Linked DNA regions of Sus scrofa: all the other regions are linked to region 2. The links are chromatin contacts, called in public Hi-C maps. All regions are on one chromosome and are shown on one strand. Each heading gives the region's core, a stretch centred on a gene start, on an enhancer-like site or on the middle of the called end of the contact. The rest is flanking DNA. Distances are from core to core; before and after follow the strand shown. Region 1 overlaps ATP9A (ATPase phospholipid transporting 9A (putative)). Region 2 has its middle 90 kb from the start of ZFP64. Region 3 overlaps ATP9A (ATPase phospholipid transporting 9A (putative)).

Region 1 (4,620 bases), core at 1,967-4,466, 400 kb after region 2:
CAGCCCCGCTAGATGCAGCAGCCTCGTTTCTAGCATCTTGTTTGGGGCAGGAGCGGAGTTGTCTCACTTGCCCCCTGAAATGTTTGTCCCCGCTGCAGTTGAGAAGGGTTGGTGAGCCCCCCCCCCCAGTTCTAAACCGGTCTCTTCCCACTAGGAGCCCAGAGCATTTGATGTGTTCTGCTGGAAAGCAGCTTTAAATGAAGGCAGTCTGGATGTGGGTCGGAGTTAGAGAGTGGAAGGTGAGAAAGAAAAGCCCCTGCAGAGCTCATATCCTGTCGGAATCAGCCCCCAGGGAGGCCTGTGAGGTTTTGATTAGGACCCACGGGTGGGGGTGGGGAGGGGGCTGCGCTAGAAGAAAGCCCGTGAGGAGGTGTTTGCCTCCATTTGTAATTCACTCTTCCCCACGAACAACTGTCACTGCTGATCATTTCAGATTTATGGCTCAACCTGCCCTCCAGCACCGTCCTGTGGGGTCCAGGGCTTGGGGAGAAAGGGGTGTCCCTGGCTGGCCAAGCCCTGAAAGCCATGCCATCCTGGAATTCCAGATTCTTTCTTGATTGAAGTTAAGAACAGGCTTTAGGGGAATAATCATATCTCCTTGAAGCCTAGTGTCACAGACTTTTCACATCTTTGCAGAACAATGAAGTCAGTTTTTAAGGGGCGAAGTAACAGGTGCTTAAAAGCAAGGATGAACCCAGTTAGTGTTAGAAAGCACCCAGAGAAGAATTTTCTTCTTTTTACTAAACGGGTCTGTAAAGGAAGGGGTAAATTTAGTCAAGCTTTTGGGGCTGGCAGATACCTGTGTGTGTGTTATCTTGTGCTGGGACATTTACTTAATCACAATTAAAAATAAAACATGCATGTAGTTGCTAGAATATTTTAGTAGTACAGAGAAAAATAAAAGCCAGAAGTAATTTCTCTTAATCCTATAAGCATTTTAATGCATATACCCAAGTTTTTTTTATATATACAGATGGGATTATTTTACATATACTGATGTTTACAAATTTGTTCATTTTAGTTTATTTTTTTGGCCACACCCAGGGCATGCAGAAGTTCCTGGGCCAGGGATTGAACCCCATACCACAGCAGTGGCAACACTGGATCCTTAACTGTTAGGCTACCAGAGAACTCCTAGATTTGTTCATTTTATTTTATTTTACTTTTATTTACTTATTTGCTTTTTAGGGCCAAACCCGCAGCATATGGAAGTACCCAGGCTAGGGGTCATATCGGAGCTACAGCTGCTGGCCTAGAAGATGCCGAGCTGCATCTTCAACCTACACCACAGCTCACGGCAATGCCAGGTGCCAACCCACTGATCAGGGATCGAACCTGCATCCTCATGGATACTAGTCGGATTTGTTTCTGCCGCACCACAACGGGAACTCCCAGATTTGTTCATTTTAAACTCTGAAAGAAGATTGTTAGCAGAGAAGACATGTCATGTTGAAATTCAGAGTGGTTAGATTAAACAGAGAATGAGTTTCCAAAGATTATGCAGGTTAATAGCACCCCCCCCCAAATAACCCCAAATAATTGACCATTACTTGATTAGCCCCTTTTTTGGAGGTGGAGCTCAGTGCGCATTAGGCTGTGGGCATCTTTGGGGGCTGTTCCTCTGCCTGCCATGCCTCTCATCAACTATCTAACGGTGACGTGAGCCAGCGGTGGCCGGGCAGGCACTGAGGACGAGCGAGGTGCATGCGCCTCTGTTTGGAGGACGGGCGTCTGCGGGACCCGGGTTTGCCTTTGGCCTTGGGCCTCGTACTTGGGTCAGCTAGACCTGGGATCGGATCTCATCTCAGCCCGCTGAGAGCCGCTCGTCTCACCTTGTCTGAGTGTTTCTTCATCCCTCAGGTAGAGCCGGCTGCTCACTCCTGCCTCCGTGCGCTGTTCTGACCAGTAAGCAGATGACCTTGTCCTGCAGCTGGTCCCCACACCGGAGGATCTTCATACTTAGCCCCGCCTCCCCCAGGCCCAGCCCGGAGGGCCCCCCTCCAGGTGGCAGTGCGGGTGAGGGCTTGGTGGGCTCCCCTCCCCAGCTCCCCATTCTGCCCCCACCTTTCCCACTGCTGTTTGCTTCTTTGTCTGAAGACCCAGACCAGATGCCTCTGTGGACAGCGATTTATTTTCTTTCTTCATAGGTGTTTAAGGCATGCAGCTTCATTGCTCACATTTAGAAGTTCGAGATCTCAGGCACAAGGTCACATTTCTGGCTTTTCCTGAGAAACTGGAAGCTCTGGCCAGCCTGGAGCCGCATTCTCGCAGCCTCCGTCCGATGGGGCTCTTGTCTACCCCCCTGCCGCCCCCGTGCAGTCCCCACCTGGCCCTCTCCACCTCTGGCCTGACCAGCTTGGCCCCTGTCGTGCAATTTGCTTCCTCCATGCCTTTGACCTGAAGTGAAGCGAGCCTTGCTCAGGCTGTGAGAAAGTCCCTCCCAGCCGGCAAGGAAACCGCGCGTCCAGAAGTGCGGAGGGTTCTGGGGGGCGGGACTGTGCCGGGTAGACCCGGGGTCTCACCCGGCCTGGCTGTTTCCTCGGCCCATCACCCCAGGCCCCGGTAATAAGCTTCTCCGAGCCTCAGTGTCCCCCTCCCTGCAGATTGGCGTCCTTGTCCTCAGCAGTGCTGCCATTTGCGATGTGGTGGCTCTCGGTGGTGGTGGCTGTCCTGCGTGTTGAGGATGTTTTGCAGAATCCCTGGCTCCACCCACGAGATGCCAGTAGCAGATACCCCCTCCCCAGTTGGGACAACTAAAAATGACCCAGACGTTGCCACGTGGCCCTTGGGGGGCCGGATTGCCCAGTGGAGGACTGCTGTGGACTCCCTCCCGGCGGAGTGTGCCCGAAGTGCTACGGAGAGCCTGACGCGGGCGGCACCGGTCCCAGCCGGCTGCACCTCCGCCCTTCCCGATAGTTGCCGTCCGCCTGGTGCAGATTCTTCCAGTCCTGCTCCGTGCTTGCACGGATCAGCTTGAACCCGTGCGTCTCTCTCTGCAGCGGCTCTGGCATGTGGCCCGCTACTGGGCCTGGAGAAGGCAGCTGTAAGCGCGGAGCTCCGGCGGGACCAGAGGAGCCTTTGCTGGGCTGTCACTGGGCACTGCTCACGCCACCCGTCTCTGCTCCTCTGTCCACCGTTGCGTTCATTTGCTTGACCTGTGAACAGGGACCCACGGCTGTATGTCTGACCTTCGACCCTTCTCCCTTTTAGGTGGCCCTGGTGCAGTGGACCGAGAGTGTGGGCTTAACGCTTGTGGGCCGCGACCAGTCGTCCATGCAGCTGAGGACCCCTGGCGACCAGATCCTGAACTTCACCATCTTGCAGATCTTCCCTTTCACCTACGAGAGCAAACGCATGGGCATCATCGTGAGGGTGAGTGAGCTTTGCTTTATGACTTAAATTGGTTTAAAAAATGCCCCAAATCGGCTGTGTGTGTCCCTGTGGCACCACACGCTTTTTCATCCCTTTCTGATTCTATCGTGATGTCTGTGGTCCAGGCTTCCCTCAGCAGAGAGAGGTAGTTCCTCCACTGGACAGATCTCGGATTGCTGATCAGCTTTTGGTTAACCCAGGTCCAGAGGGGAAGGTCTAATGGGTGTGGGTTGGGCATTTCTCTTGTACACGCTCTTCTTTAATTAAATGTTTTCTACGGCGGTGGAATCCACATTATTTAAACGTGTCATCCGTTGGCATTGAGTATCTTCAGGATCTCTCCTGCAGCCAGGGCTGCTGTCAGGTTTTGAAACATTTGCATCACCTCAAAAGGAAACCTTGTACCCATAAAGCAGTCCCTCCCATATCACCACCTTCCTCCTCATCCCTGCAAATCTCCAATCTCCTTTCTGTCTCTAGGATTTCCCTCTTCTGGGTATTTCATATAAATGGCATCACACAGTATGTGACCTTGTGTATCTGTAAGATACACATCCGTCTTGCAGCATTTATCTGTACGTCCTTCTTTTTAATGGCCAGTAATATTTCACGCTGATTATCCATTCATCCATCGACAGACATTTGGGTTGTTTCCACCTTTTGGCTATTGTGAATAGTGTGACTGTGAACATTTGTATATGAGGATTTGAATACATGTTTTCACTTCTTTCAAGTGGATACCTAGGAGTGGAATAGCTGAGTCCTTTTCCAAATTGCTAGATAATTCTATCTTTTAACTTTATGAGGACCCTACAAAGTTTTCTGCAAAATGCTGCACCTTTTTACATTCCACCAGCAATGTATGAAGGCTCTAGTTTCTCCACATCCTCATCAACACCTGTTATTTTCCTATTTTTTTTTTTAATTGTAGCCCTCCTAGTTGTTAGGAAATGGTATTTCATTGTTTTGATTTGTGTTTCCCTAATGGCTAGGGATACTGAGCGTCTTTTCTTATATTTATTGGCCACCTGTATTTCTTCCTTGGAGAAATGTCTGTTCAAGCCCTTTGCCCACTTTTTAATTGGGCTGTCTTTCTTGTTGGGTTAAGAGGTCTTTATATGGTCTGGATACTAGACGCTTATCAGAGTGATGATATACAAATATTTGCTTTTATTCTGTAGCTTGTCTTGTCACTTTCTTGATAAAATTCCTTTGATGCACAGAAGTTACTGATTTTGATGAAGTCCA
Region 2 (4,347 bases), core at 668-3,167:
TGATCCGTCTTCCATGAAATTATGAAACTAGATGACATGGAAAAAACTAACACTACTCTGATGTGTAGAGCCAGAAAGGTCTGGGTGATGGTGGGGTCTGGGGTGGCCAGAAAAGTTCGGTTTCCTGACCTACGTGGTGGTTTATGCCTTACGCATTTTTGTGTGGTTCCTTTTATCTGTTGTCTTAAAATAAAAAGGCAGACTCGTTTGTAGAAGGATGAAAGAGGGACAGCCCACTTTTATGTTCTCCCATAGACAGGTTATGGTGGCAGTGGGGGTCGCCAGTGCCGCCCCGCCCCTTAGTAATTTCCTTAGAAATGCACGGAAGATTTCTTCATGTCTTGGTGCCCCAGAGAAGCGAAATGCCGTTTGATCTGTAGGTGGCGCCAAAGATCAAGCTAACACTAGTGCAGCCTGTAATTGTGTGTTGTGAAAATTCCACATTTGTGTACTTGTGTTCGTAAAGAAGAGACCAAGGGCCCAGTGGGTCCTGGGCTTGGTTCTGGGACATGTGATGTGTAGGAAAGCCCGGAACTGGTGTCTTTGGTCACAGTAAGCATTCGGTGTTTGCTGAACCAACAAACAAATGAAACCCCAGACCTCTTGTAAAATGGACACTTTACTTGATGAGAACTTAGAGGTGGCTGTGGAATGCCAGCCAGTGGGTATATAATTTATCCAAAGTTGCTTTGTTCTTTTCTTCAAATACAGTCTTTGTTTAATACAAGTTCTTATGTGCCCTCAGCAAGCTAAATGTCTGTGCTTTTAAAACACTGAATAGATCCCGTTGTTTTTGATACATGAGGAAAAGATGTAAAAACAAAATTTTTTTTATAAATTGTATACGGGGGACTATTTTACTTAGGGAATAGTAAGAGGTCCAGAGCTTATTTTAGAAACTGTTTGAACAAATCTGATTCCATTTATGTTTGACCTTGGCCGCGTGATAACACACTGTTGAATCTTCATGTAAGAAGAAAAGGCAGAGATGACGGCAGAGACCCTCGGTCGAAGTTACCGCTTCTTGGTTTTGGAACTATTTTCGGTTGTTCGCAAGTGTCTGGTTATTGAATTCTGGTGCATCGTACGCATTCTGTTGTCCCCTTTCTGCCGTTTGTCATGAGTCTTATCTGTGTTTCTGTTCTAGTAACAGAGGGCTGTTGACCTTTCAAGTGGGAACCCATAGATCGAAATCATAAAAACGTTCCTTGTACTTCGGGTGTTATGGCTCTTCAGATAAACAGGAACAATAGCAGCCCTTTTAGAAGGCACTTTTTTCACCGCTGTATAGACTTCAAGGGTCTTGGGTCCACACTGGTGTCACCTAGAGGTTTGACCTAGCAGACGTGAACGCCCAGAGAGGTCTGCACAATGTTTAGGACCAATTGCTAAATACGTGGGGCATTATGGAGCCCTAAGTTCTCTTTTCTGACGAAACTCTGTGCGCCAAGGCAAGCAGACAGAAAAAGAATGTGCTCCAACACAGCAAAAAAATCATTCAGGAAATGGGAGCGTGAACGGGCTAACAGTGCTCGGAGGAGACTGAAAAGACACAGCTAGGAGTTCCCATTGTGGCGCAGTGGAAAGGAATCCGAATGGTATCCAGGAGGTTTCGGGTTCGATCCCTGGCCTTGCTCCGTGGGTTCCGGCGTTGCCGTGCGCTGTGGTGGAGGTCGCAGACGCGGCTCGGATCCCGCGTCGCTGTGGCGTAGACCGGCAGCTGTAGTTCCCCTCACCTGGGAACTTCCGTATGCCGTGAGTGTGGCCCTAAAGAGCAAAAATAAATAAAAATAAGTAAATAAATACACAGCTAATCACCAAATAAAACTGGGAAAAAGCCGTAATAGCTAAGAGGCCGCTGACATGGCACAGGACCAGAAAGGCAGCGTTTCTCTGCCCTCTTCCGTTCTGCCAAGGTCGCTGTGGATCTGAAAGGGGAAATTGATGAATGAGTATGTTTGCAGTTTGACGTCACCTGGACTAGAGGCCAGGGAACTTTTTTTTAGTTAAGTGCCAGATAGTAAATATTTGGGGCTTTGCTGGGCTCGGTCTCAGTCGAAACTCTTCCACTCTGTTGGCCTCTGTAGCACCATCCCTCAGCTCTGCCACTGTCACTGAAGCGGCCGCAGAGAGTAGGTAAGTGAGTGGGTGTGGCCGTGTGCCAGTAAAACTGTATTTACAAAAAAACAGGCTGTGAGTTGGAAGACCATCTTTTGCTGACCCCCTGAGCTGGGCTATTGAAGGCAAGCAACAAGGTAGGATGGGAGAAATACTGAGAATTCCAGGTTTCCTGGGGTCCCTTCTAGGAAGGGGCAGCCTCGTGCAAGAGGCAGATGGGTTCCAGGCGAGGCATTGAGAAACGCTGTCTCCTTTCCATTCTTTTTCGGTGCAGCTGTAGAATCTCCAGCAGAGAGTCCAGAAATCAAGTGACACTCTCTTGCTGTCCTCTACTGAAGGTTCTGAGCTGCCTTCTAAACGCTGTAGAACGTGCCTACCTTTGTCCCTGAATTTAATTTCCAAAAGAAAAAGATGCGCCTCCAATCCCGTTGCTCTGTTGATGTGGGTCCTGACTCTGAGCCGGGCCCTGGGCCAAGAACTTGACCTGCGTTAACTCCTCACTCCTCCTGGTGCCGTCCACGACTGGAACCTGAGTGAGACAAGGGCACTGAAAACTCAGTCATCGACTATTTTAAAGCAGTGCTTTTTCACTCAGCAAACTGTGGCCTGCAGGTCAGTTACTTTGTTTTTGTAAACAAAGTTTTATTAGAAGTTGGCCTGGGCAGGAGTTCCCGTCGTGGCACAGTGGTTAGCGAATCCGACTAGGAACATGAGGTTGCAGGTGTGATCCCTGCCCTTGCTCAGTGGGCTAAGGATCCAGCGTTGCCATGAGCTGTGGTATAGATCACAGACGAGGCTTGGATCCCGAGTTGCTGTGGCTCTGGCGTAGGCCAGCAGCTGTAGCTCCAATTGGACCCCTAGCCTGAGAGCCTCCATATGCCACGGGAAGTGGCCCTAGAAAAGGGGAAAAAAAAAAGTTGGCCTGGGCAGCCTTGGTCCAATCTGTCAGATTCTGATTGTGTTCATTGTGGATTTTTCTGCATTATGTTTGATTTTTAGAAAAATCGTGTTAAAATACTTAGGGACATCTGTGATTTAGGCACCACTTTGTATGGGCAGCAGAGAGGATTGCTTCAACCTCCTTACCCTCGTCTCTGGCTCTTGTTCAAATACAGAAACTGAAGCAGGAAGGTGAAGAAACTTCTAGCCCAGAGTTAAGTTTCAGGCCAGAAGTGTAGCTCCAGAGTCCACATTTTTAACCAAAGTACTAGGCTGGGTCTCCAGTCAAGAGAAACAAAACAAAACAAAAACAACCCACTTTGTTAGAGTTGATCTGAGTAGGGTGAAGACAGAACAATCCCAAAAGAGCCTTGTTTTGTTAAAAAGTAACAGGGTTGAGGAGGAAGCGGGTAAGAATAGCCCTGCCTCTGGCACTACTATCTGATTGACATCCTGCTAGAGATCGTACCTCAGATTCTATTTGCTCATCTGTAAAATGGGCCATTTTAGGCATTGGGCTGAATGATAAAATCAACTGGTTTAAGATGACAAAAATTGACTCGCTTATGTGTCCTTTCCTCATTTTGCTGGGCTGCAGGTGGCAGTGGGGAAGAACCAAGAACTACGACTGTGATTTTTATGACATGGGGCATTTTGGTTTCGCTCTTCTCACCCCCACCCCCACATTTCAACACGCAGTCCAAGGTGCTAGCAGTTTAAACTCCAGCCAGGGTAGGAGGAGGCCACCCTCTGTCCCTTCACCATGGCTGGAAATTTGCACATAAAACTTCTGTTCAGCTCCCTCAAGCTACCTGGCTGATCATCCACCACTGCTGTTGCAAAGGGTGCCAGGAAATCATGGCTCCAGAGTAGCTTGTGCTGAGTTAACACCTGGAAGGAGATGCTGGGTTGTGAGTGTTTTTTGCCCATAAGCAGTAACATAGGCTCTCGAAGGCTGGAGATGACTTGACTGTGAAACACTGGCACGGGTCCTGAACACCCAGCACACTATACACGAGCATTTCTATTGTATCAGGGCTTTGTTTGAGGCTCCCTCTGCTCTGTCTGGATATTGGTCCATGGCATTCTTCCAGGGTTTTCTGTCGCTCTGGTCCAGTGGGTCTCAGCTGTGGCTGTCTGCTGTAGTCACCTGGGAAGCCCTTACATATTTGGAGGCTTGTCTCTCAGGGGAGGGGCCTGGGCATGCCTACTTTCTAAAGTTGTGGGCGTGATTCCAATGTGCAACCAGGTGGAAACAGTTGTTCCAGCGAGGGAACAAGGCTGTCTTCC
Region 3 (4,487 bases), core at 1,402-3,901, 340 kb after region 2:
ATTTTTTTTTTTTTTTTTTTTTAATGGGGGCCGTTCTGCAGTTTGACTGAATTGTCATTTGCTTGTTTCGACTCAAGGGAAACATCTGGTTTCTCTCTGCAACGTAGACAAACTGCCCTTATTCTGAAGCTCTCATCCATGAAAAGCATGGTTTGAGCTCAATAGGTTTGCTTACGAAAGGCTTGGAGGTCCATCTCTGCAGAAATAAACAGCTCCAGTAATTGGAAGTTTGTTCCCTGGTATCAGCTCCGGCTCCGAGGTGACTTGGGTGATGTGGCGAAAGCTGAATGGGATGCCTTGATTTTCTAGAAAGGATTTCATGATTTGAGATGTGGCCGGCAGAGAAATCTGCCGCTTAACCTTTGAAAAATCTCTTACCCTGTTTCTGTGGGGTTTCTACAAAGATCTGCAAGAGTCCCAGAGCCTGGAAGTGGGAGTCTGGGGGAGACGGGATCCGAAAGAGAAACGTTTTGGCCTGGGGGGCGCCGTGGAAGACTTGCGGGGTTTCCGTTGTCAGACCACGGCCGGATTTTCCCGTGCGCATCAGGATGAAGATGTGACTGCGTGTGTTCACTGCTGTTCGGGACCAGCTGCGTGCTTTGTGGGGCTCAGTGCAGAAGGAAAATATGGGCTCCCTTGTGCAAAAGTGGGGAGGAATTTTAGAGGAAGACAGGAGTCACTCATCCACGCGGGGGCGCATCTGGGTGAATACGCGGGTCACAGGCCCGAGAGGCGTGCTGCTTCTGGCAGTTTTAGGAGTTAACTAGGGTAGATGACAAAAAGTAAGTAAAAGAATAAATAAATAGGAGTGCTTGGGAATCTCTAGGGTAAATGACAAAACAAAACAGAAACAATAGGAGTGCTTGAGAAGTTTGTCCTTGTGGGGCTGGGAGCGAATGTCCTTCCAACCACCAGGTAATGGACTGTAGGGAGAGTGCCTCTTTCGAGGTAGGTGATAATTGCTATCAATATGCTATTTTTCTTTTCTTTTTTTTTGTCTTTTTGCCGTTTCTTGAGCTGCTCCCGCGGCATATGGAGGTTCCCAGGCTAGGGGTCAAATCGGAGCTGTAGCCACCGACCTACACCACAGCCACAGCAACACCAGATCCTTAACCCACTGAGCGAGGCCAGGGATTGAACCTGCAACCTCATGGTTTCTATTCAGATTCACTAACCACTGAGCCACGACGGGAAAAGCTCTTTTTCATTTCTCGTATTCCTTTACTGGGACGCTGGGAAGCTCTGCCAGAGTGCGAGAGTTTCTTGTTCTTCCTTTTTGTGCAAGGACGTCGGTAGAAGACTCAGAACGGTGGTTCGCATGAGACTAGAAATCGTGGGGGGGGGCCTCCTCCACAGTCTCAAGAGTTGTCTTGTTCCAGGAGTTCATCCCAGCGGCTGCCGGTCGGGCCCTTCAGTGCCCACTGCAGTCCGCTTTCTCTGCCTCCTCTTCCTCCTGCCCCGGCTGTGCCTTCCCACCAACCTGCCGCTTCCTCGGAGACGGGCGTTTTGTCAGATGAACGCTAGACGCCGGTAGCGGTGTCTGCATCCCTTGTCTTTCCTTCCTGCCGCTCTGCCTCCTTTCATGCTTCTGGGCTTTTCTGTCTTTTCTCAGAAAGGACACACAGGCACACCGATACCCACTAAACGCGTGTCCTACATACAGGCCCAAACGTCACATTTTTGATCACCCAGAAATGTCACCGTGGTCCTGGAAGTCCAAATTTACGAAGGTCGGGACCCACTCGTGTGTTTGCTCAGTAGTCTGAGGGTCTCCCGTTGTGGTTGTGGAGGCTGCGGAGCTGAGGCTTATGCCCGCCGAGCACCAAGCTGCTAAAGAGGGAGCCGTGGCTGAGAAACGCCCGTGACCTTGTGGCGGCGTGGCTCCTGAGATGGAGCCGGCATCCGGGTGCCCGACGGCCCGTTACAGTAGGAGCGTTTGTGGGAGGGATCGGCCTGCTGGGGTGAGTCAGACACTGCTCTGCAAATACGGCAGATGAAAGGTTTTTTTGGTTGAGGTAGAGCAGATGGACAGAGAGGCAGAGTTCAGATGAACCGAGATCATAAATCAGGACTCCGTCGTAGAAGGGAAAATCTGGGCCCAGCCACTTAAAAGTTAGAGCAACGTTAATTTATTGTATAGGTTTTTCTTATTGGAAGAGCAGCTCATGCTTATTTTAGAAAAATCCTTGAAGAATTCAGAAAGGAGGTATGCCAAAGAAAAGGATTGATCTCCTTTCTTCTCAGAAACAATCCCCATTAACCCTTTCAGTCTAAGCCCCCTGGTTTTGGCCTCTGTCTCCCTAACACACACGTATCCATAGCGGTTATTATTTCATAAGCAGTATAACAGTGTCCTTCTTAGGGCTCAATATTAAGAGAAATCCCGTAAGTAGCTCTGAAAGATCAGAACACAGGCTCACTGATGATTTGGGTCAGGCCACCAGCATAAATTTCGGTCATAAACCCCAAGACAACGTGTAAATTTATGTTTGGGAAAGTTGAGGGGAGCCCAGGGGAAGGGAAAGTTCGCCGGCGCAGGGGGCCACGCTGAATTTACGAGCTTCCTTCGAGGAAGGCCCTGATGGCTCCCCCGAAAGCACCGTGTGTCTGTGTGTGTTTGTCCTGCTGCCCCCTAGTGGGACAAGAGGAATTGTTCTGGCAGGAACATAGTTCTGTGCATCTGGCTCACTGTTCCTTTCGCCATTTCTGAGGAGCCGCCTCCTAGGGTTGGCGTTTGTTCTGCATTCCTTCTGTAAAGGCTTTGACGTTGTGGACGGTTGAGGCTGATGGGTCTCTCGTGAGGGTGCCCAGGCTCAGGCCATTGGGTCTGAGTTGTGCTTTAGGAAGGCGAGACTCTATCACAAGCTGACCTCGTACTGGGAGCTGCTCTAACGGGGAGGATTTAAACATCTTGCGAGCAGTGGAGGGTCATCCAGCTCATGCCATCGGCCGTGGGCTTTCTGGAAGTCAGTGGAATGCTTTGCCACAGCCCAACAGTGGGGAATTGCTAAAATGACCCACGGCATTAAATTAGGTGAAAAGTGTCCAATAGTGTGGAAAATCCTAAAAATCCAGAGTTGCACACTGCGATTATTTCATTAGCGTCTTTAAGTTCCATTTAACCCTAAAGAAACTCCCGCCAGTTCCCAGGTGGTGGATGCTGGGTATGGGTTGAATGAAGGAGTCCACGGTGAGGGACAGGAGATTCCTGACTCCCGGTCACCCTTGCTCTGGGACATCTGTTTTATCGAGGAGGACTGAGGGTCGTTACTGTGTTTCCTCTCTCTGCTGAATGTTTATAAGTTAAATGGGCTTATTATGAGACGCCCATAACATGAAGAGTTTTAATGCTGTTGCTCCCTTGTATGGGAATTTGACTCATCGACAGGATCAAGACGCACCTCCTTGATAGGCTTGTTCCCCGGATGCGGGACCACCTGGCCCCACCAGCCCCTCATCTCTTCCTCTTCCACGCGGTGCTTCCGGTCTGCAGGTGCACACACGTGTACTCATCCGTTTCTCCCATCTTGTGCCTTCCTTTTACCTGATGCTGGTAACCAGTATCCGCCATCTGGTTAAAGCTGACCCGGACTCTCCTGTAAAGCACTTGCTGACACCCCCCCACCCCTGGCCTGTTCATTCGTTATTGTCTATTGCTGCCTTCCCTCCGCTCCAGCTGCGTCCCACGTGTCCCCACCCTTAGAAGGCCTGGCCTCCAGCAGGTGTGCCAGTTAACGGTGCTTGAGTGGTGAGTGCAGAGCCTTCTCTGTGCCGGGCCCTGCTCCCTGTCCGCCTTCAGAGGGCGAGGTCTCCTTCCTCTGCTCCCTTCATGCACTGGACTCACTCCATCGCTTCATATGCTATTTTGCACTAACAGCATCTGTCTGGCTGTCTTTTTTACCAGCTCTTGGGTTTGGAGACTGTAGCCAGTGGGCCAAGTCAGTTCACCACCTTTCTTTTTGTTTGATACAGTCCAGGAACCAAGAACAGCTCTTACGTTTTAACATATAAATGTACAGGAGTTCTCATTGTGGCTCAGTGGAAACAAATCTGACTAGCATCCATGGGGCTACAGGTTCGATCCCTGGCCTCACTCAGTGGATTAAGGATCGGGCGTTGCCGTGAGCTGTGGTGTAGGTCACAGATGTGGCTCGGATACCGCGTTGCTGTGGTTGTGGTGTAGGCTGGCAGCTGTAGCTCCGATTCGACCCCTAGCCTGGGAACTTCCATGCTGCAGGTGCGGCCCTAAAAAAGACAAAAGACAGGAAAATAAAAAATAAGACAAAAGTAAGATACACACACACACACACGAAGACTGTTGGCTTTGGGGAGGAAGTTGCTGGGAATGCCGAGGCCGCCTGTTGGCCTGCAGAGCCACACCGCCTCCTGTCCTGCTCTTCCCCGGACAGGCCTGCCGATTCCTCTCCGAGACCGTGAGCTTTTTCACGGGGGGGAGGACTGTCTTTGATCTTTGAATTCCTAGGACC

What was found. Hi-C and Micro-C count contacts between places; a contact is called where the count stands out from the background.
Region 1: a Hi-C map of fetal liver shows a contact between it and region 2, with 3 times the contacts expected there. The contact joins two enhancer-like sites. A contact is called at or near these places in 1 of 5 promoter capture datasets (liver), 19 of 47 Hi-C or Micro-C datasets (brain, embryonic fibroblasts, epiblast stem cells and 12 more) and 2 of 2 datasets of contacts at active chromatin or transcription factors (alveolar macrophages and skeletal muscle).
Region 3: a Hi-C map of fetal liver shows a contact between it and region 2, with 2.9 times the contacts expected there. The contact joins two enhancer-like sites. A contact is called at or near these places in 1 of 5 promoter capture datasets (liver) and 19 of 47 Hi-C or Micro-C datasets (alveolar macrophages, brain, embryonic fibroblasts and 11 more).

What each region holds. Positions count from the first base shown.
Region 1 is chr17:52,972,952-52,977,571 of Sscrofa11.1, reverse strand. ATP9A (ATPase phospholipid transporting 9A (putative)) reads left to right here. Exons shown (of 28, transcript NM_001114672.1): 15 at 3,211-3,372. Among named protein-coding and RNA genes, the nearest start is that of NFATC2, 85 kb to the right of the region's middle. Within about 2 kb of position 3,216, at least 6 of the 83 cell types and tissues checked have an H3K27ac peak or open chromatin away from gene starts, as enhancers often do. A contact at or near this core is called in fetal liver, where this site is marked.
Region 2 is chr17:53,367,106-53,371,452 of Sscrofa11.1, reverse strand. It overlaps a transcript of ZFP64 not described here. Among named protein-coding and RNA genes, the nearest start is that of ZFP64, 90 kb to the left of the region's middle. Within about 2 kb of position 1,917, at least 3 of the 83 cell types and tissues checked have an H3K27ac peak or open chromatin away from gene starts, as enhancers often do. A contact at or near this core is called in fetal liver, where this site is marked.
Region 3 is chr17:53,022,890-53,027,376 of Sscrofa11.1, reverse strand. All of the region lies in intron 4 of ATP9A (ATPase phospholipid transporting 9A (putative)), which reads left to right. Among named protein-coding and RNA genes, the nearest start is that of ATP9A, 47 kb to the left of the region's middle. Within about 2 kb of position 2,651, at least 7 of the 83 cell types and tissues checked have an H3K27ac peak or open chromatin away from gene starts, as enhancers often do. A contact at or near this core is called in fetal liver, where this site is marked.